2 separate regions of the Mus musculus genome follow, and region 1 is linked to region 2. Evidence: chromatin contacts called from public HiChIP or PLAC-seq data. All regions are on one chromosome and are shown on one strand. Each heading gives the region's core, a stretch centred on a gene start, on an enhancer-like site or on the middle of the called end of the contact. The rest is flanking DNA. Distances are from core to core; before and after follow the strand shown.

What was found. HiChIP or PLAC-seq counts read pairs in DNA pulled down with a chosen protein or histone mark.
Region 1: an H3K4me3 HiChIP or PLAC-seq map of embryonic stem cells shows a contact between it and region 2, with 5 read pairs. The contact joins the promoter of Wdr78 here to the promoter of Ak4 in region 2. A contact is called at or near these places in 1 of 39 promoter capture datasets (liver) and 2 of 115 datasets of contacts at active chromatin or transcription factors (embryonic stem cells and stem cell-derived neural progenitor cells).

The regions. Positions count from the first base shown.
Region 1 is chr4:103,112,811-103,115,590 of GRCm38.p6, forward strand. It overlaps Wdr78 (WD repeat domain 78), which reads right to left and starts at 1,489. Exons shown (of 17, transcript NM_146254.4): 1 at 1,300-1,489. The coding sequence starts at 1,346. It also overlaps a transcript of Mier1 not described here.
Region 2 is chr4:101,418,306-101,421,069 of GRCm38.p6, forward strand. It overlaps Ak4 (adenylate kinase 4), which reads left to right and starts at 1,398. Exons shown (of 5, transcript NM_009647.5): 1 at 1,398-1,660. The coding sequence starts at 1,516.

The DNA.
Region 1 (2,780 bases), core at 239-2,738, 1.7 Mb after region 2:
CAGAAATGACTGTTAGGTCTGGAGAGCACAGCTACTTGACGAAGTGAAGTGGCCCTCAATGCTTGGCAGTAAAGATGCAGGACCCATACCGAGGAAGTGCAAGGGTTGCAGTTTAATGAACTGGGATGGCTGCGGACTGGAAACAAAGGGGCAGTAAATTACAGCGCTGAGGATGAATTTCGAGCACACTGGGTGTAATTGCTTCAGTTTTGTTTTCTTGAGAGAGATCTTGAAGAGATAAGAAAACTTGTGAATCATGCATATACTTAACTTTGAAAGGCACAAGGCAACAACGAAGTGAACCACCTGCCTCCACAACACATATTTAGGAAGGAGACAGATTAGTAAACTATTTTGAAAAAGAAGGCCAGGCCAGGTGGCCCAAGCCTTTATTTAATCCCAGCACTTTCAAACCAGTTCCATATCAGCCAGGGCTACACAGGGCGAAAGACCCTGATCTATAAACACAAACAGACATTGATACATAACAGCAGAAACTAGCCACGAGCCTAGTGAAGATTGAAAAATGTCCTATTAGCTAACTGAAGCATTTCAAAACTCAGTAAAGTAAGTGGTCATTTAGATCAAAGCTGGTGACTGGCTAGTTAACAACTAAAGTGCCAACCGACTGTTGTAAGCTATTGGAAAGCGCTTTTTCGGAGAAGCGATGTAAGGCTGAGCACTTAACTCAAGGGCAAATGCAAGGCTCTCTCCTCAGAACTTTCAGTAAGTTCAAAGGGCGAATTAGCTGAGAGGATGTTGGAAGAAAAGATGTGGCTGCTCTGGGAAGACCGCAAAACCACTGAAATGTTCGAGCATGAAAGGGGGAATATTTTAATGAAAATTCAAACCACTTCCAAGTTCAACGCCACACGAGTCCACATTATCTTTGGGCCTTTCTCCTAGCTTAGCGGCATGAACTAAGCAGTTAAGAGTCTTAAGGTAAGCTGGCAGAAAGAGATGAAAAAAAAAAATCCTCTGCTGGCGTACATATTAAAATTAGCTTTGGTTGCTCAGAGACCAAGGAGCCAGAACACGAGACAGCTTGGAAGTTGAGAGACCTAATGAAAGAATACAAGAAAAAGCGCTTGGAAGAAATAGGCAGGGTGGTCCTCGACAAACTCCGGTCTAGCACGGCAGCGGGAGTTTTTACACAGACCGAATCAAGCCAGAGGATCCGGCGCTGCCTGGGGGGCTCCGCGGGATCGAATGCGTTGGGAACCCCTTTCCAAACCGAAGGGCTGGCTGTCTCTCCGGGATCTAGAGGAACGGGCCACACGGATCTAGTGCGGAACTTACGCGGCGAAGCTGGCCTGCTTGCGGGTGCTCGTCGGAGAGCTATGCATGGTGGTGACTTTTTAGACCAGGGCTCGGCGCCCCCTTCCCCAGCAGGTTCGGCGATGCCCGGACTCCCAACTGCCCGCTCAGCAGCTCAGGAATGTTTGCCGGGCGCCATGGCGACCGCGGAGCCTGGCTCAAGAAGCGGCCGCGCGGTTGGCTGGCCGCTCGAGGTGGAGGAGGAGGGCGGAGGCGGAGGGGAGGGTAGAGGGTTGGTGGAGCTGGAGGAAGCTCGGGCGACGATTCGGAGGAGGCGGGCGGCCCAGGCCCTAGGCCCCTCCCAGGCTGCGAGTCTCCCGGCTGCAGGCGGATGGATGGGGCGTCTCCAGGCGGCGGCGGCAGCAGCGGAGGCGGCGGCAGCAGCGGCGGCTGTAAGTGCAGCCTCCACAGACCATCTTACCCATCCTTCGATCGGGAACCGGGGCCCCAGGGGCGCTCGCAGTCTCCTTTTCCCCACTTCCCCTCCCCCCACGGGAGAGCGCCGCCCGGAAGACTCCTAACTTCCGGGGCGGGGCTGCCCGAGTGTACCGGGAGGGCTGGCGGCTTGGAGGCGCTGCCGTCTGGCGCGCATGCGTAGTTTCCGCCCCGCCCCTCCCCGGTCTTTCGGCCTTCGCGGTGGCGGCGGCGGCGCCCAATCTTCGCCGCTTCCGCGGCGCGCCGGGATTACGCTGCGGAGTGAGTTTGCGGGGCGGGCAGGCCAGCTCCCGCCCTTTTCGGTCGGCCCTCGCTCCGCGGCAGGGGTGTGGCTTCCTGGCCACTCCCCCGTGGCTCCACCTCTGTGCCCCTGATTTCTCTAGCTGTCCAGCCAGTTGAGGTTGGCTCTCTTAGCAGAGCATCCCTTGAGGTGATAGGCGCAACCTGGGTCAACCTGCCGTTGTCGGAGGGAGCTAGAGGGGCGAGAGACTCAGAGACAGCATTGCAGGGAACCAGCCGCTCCCAGTGCCTATCTCCCCCGCGAGTGGCCTTATTCTTTTAGCTTGTAATGTAGATGCTTGCTGGCCTGGTTCCCATCTCTGGTCCTTGCATGTTGTGTGACCTTGGGCAAGTCTCTTCCCCCACTCCCGGGGAGGGCTTCAGTTTTTCTATTAAACCTCAATTTTTGTAATTTTGCAGAAGACCTTAGGCAATTTTAAGACCAGCTAGGTTTCTAAGACCGCTTAACGGAGATGACCCGGAATTGACTAGACTTTTCTCAAATCATGGGTGAAATACAGAAATGTAATTATTGGGTTCTTTGTAATCTTTAGCATTGCTTATAAATTGCAGGACTCAATCTTTGTTTCATTTTGCTGAAATTCCCACGGGGCGGTTGACCTGGTTCTGGGACATCTTTTGAAAATGTGAGACTGAGTGAGCTTGAGGTAACTGTCTCTGTCTCTTTGCTACTGAGGCTTTCTTTCCTTTAATCCAGATGGTGTGGTGGCTCGATTCTCCCAGTGCCT
Region 2 (2,764 bases), core at 148-2,647:
TGGGAGTGGATGGCGACGGAGTGGGGGAGGATATGGGGGAACTTTTGGGATAGCACTGGAAATGTAAATGAAAAAAAAATACCTAGTTAAAAAAAAAAAGGCAGTGGCAAAAGCATGGTGAGTTCAAGACCATCCTGGGCTGTGAAGAGAAGCCCTGTCTCAAACAAATCAAAGCAAAGGCTGAGGCATGTGGGAGTATTGGTTGGTATGTGAGGGGCAAGGAAAAGAAAGCCGCCGTTTGAGGTGGTGAGCAGAGTCGAGAGTATTATATCCTTGGCAAAGAAGCCCTGGGATCCTCTGTCCTTCTCTCTCTTCCTCGGAGTACAGCCAAAGTCATCCTTCTCTTCCTCCTCTTCAGGGCGCTGGCATTGGATGGAGCCAGTCAAGGTTTTAAAACTTTGGCTGCAACTATGGGGCCAGGATTCGATCATTTGTTGTTGTTGTATATCAAGCAAAAAGAAGAGCGTTGGGTATACAATAGATCTTTTTTTACTTTTTTTTTTTTTTTTTTTTTTTGAGATTAGGTCTCAATAAGTAAGTAATAAGTTCAGGCCCGCCCACAACTTTCTACTCTTGCCAGGGCCTGCAGTGAACACTGGTGTAAACCACCCTGGTTTAAGGGACAGTCTCAGGCGTTTTGATTCCCTCACAGGGATTAAAACAAAGAGATCTCCACTTTACACTGCTAAGTATATGAACGAATGGTGCGTACATATTCCAAGCCTTCCTCCATCGGTACCTGTAAAGGTTGCATAATAAAATCACACAGCCTAGAATTGGACACAGGGTAGGCGCTCAACAAGTTGTGTTTTTCCTTCCCCTTGACAATAGACCGGGTCCCCAGGCGGTTCCTTTCTCTCTGGGCGTCTTCATCTCCGTTCGCCCCCGCAGCCTCAGCCTGGCTCCGGACACGCCGGGAGGGGAGAGGAGGGGGCGCGGCGGCGGTAGCGTGGAGCCGGCTCCCGGCTTACGTAAGAAGCAGCGAGTCCCGCGCGGCCAGCCCGGCAGAGGCGGCGCCGCCCAGCGGGATCCGGGCTAAGTCTGGCCGCGCTCCTTTCCACCGAGGTGTGTGTCTCCCCGGCTGCTCGGGACGGAGGTGGGCCCCTCCAGTTGCAGGCAGCGGCCACTGTGGGGGGAAGCGACAGTCACCGAGAAGCGCCCGGAGAGCTGCTCCCACTCTGCCCACGTGCGGGGACCGGCAGGGGCTTCCCGGAGTTGCGCGCCTGGACTGGGCAGCAGGGAAGGACTCGGGTGGGTCTGACTGACCTCTGACCCCAGAGGGCCGAGCTTGCAGGCCGGGGGATGGGAGTGGGGGTGGGGTGGGGGCTGCGACGGTTCACCGGAGCGGCCGGGGCCCGAGGAGGTGGCGGAGGGCGGGGCCGAGGGGCGGGGCAGTCTTTAAAGCCTCTCCTTTCCCCTGTAGGGGTGGCAGGCGAGTCCCCGCGTGCGGAGGGTGTCGAGGCAGGGGCTGCTGGGCAAAGTGCGCGGGCTGCCGTCCTGGCCACCGCCAAAGCCATGGCTTCCAAACTCCTGCGCGCGGTCATCCTCGGGCCGCCCGGCTCTGGCAAGGGCACCGTTTGCGAAAGGATCGCCCAGAACTTTGGCCTCCAGCATCTCTCCAGCGGCCACTTGTTGCGGGAGAACCTCAAGACCGGCACGGGTGAGGAGCTAAGGCGGGGGGAGTGAGGGTAGAGACGAGTCTGGCGGGTTGGTCGGGCCGGGAGCAGGGCGGTCGCGGGCTCGGGTCCCCTCGGCGCCGGCGCCCTGCCCCCGCCCGCGTGTGCCCGTGCGGGCTTGTACGTGCCGCGGCGCATGCAGCCGGCCGCCAGCCTGCCCGCCCGCCCGCGCTGCTTAACCGCGCCCGGGGGAGGCCGAGGCTGCTCGGCAGCGCCTCGGACTGCACTGGCCGCACGCGCGTGGGAAGGGACCCTGCACGGCAGGCCGAGGGAAACGCGAGCCTCTCGGCGGGGACCCTAACTGGCCTCTCGTGCCGCCTGCCGAAAGCCGAGCCCCTGGGTTCCCAGTTGTGGTCCTTCTCAACCGCGGGTCGCCTTCCCCCGCGAGGAGACGAGCACCGCGCCGCCCACCTGTGGGAGTCGCGGCCGCTGGCGCTCTGGGACTCTGCGGCTCGCTCCCCCACGGCCTCTCGCGCGCGCTCCAGCCTGGAGCTAAGTGCTGCGTGGCGGTGAAAGGCCTGTGGTCGGTGCAGGCGGCCGCGACGAACTGTCCCTGCTAACCCCCCCCCCCCCTCCTCAAGCCCAGCTTGGCCGCCTGCAGACCCGGAGACTTGTTCTGAAAGATTGCATTTTGAGTGCAGCTTTGCTGCAAGTGGCCTTTTGAGGTTGTCCCTTGGCGGATGCGGTGAAGTTGGGGGTCTAGATCGCCCCATCACTTAGTCTTGCAAGTGTCTCCCTTCTCCCCTCTTCCTCGGTTCCAAAGAAGGTGAGTTATCCGCGTGCTACTGTGGGGCGCAGACCATCCTGGGATGCTGATGAGTGTTAATTAGCAAACCCCTTATGAAATGTGTTGCCCATAAGATCCTTCCCTATTTCTGTTCTCATTTGTGTGCACGGTGGTTATGGCTTGTTATGGGTTAATTGTTAATAAATCTGCATTTCAGAAGCACCTAGGATCATGAACAGGTGGGTGGAGGACAATGTTGGAAAGCGATTAAAAGCAACCTCTTGAAGCATCTGAAAAGCTACTTATTATACCCTGAAGCAGGTTGCAAAGACCAGCCTTTATTTGGACAATCAGGGGTACT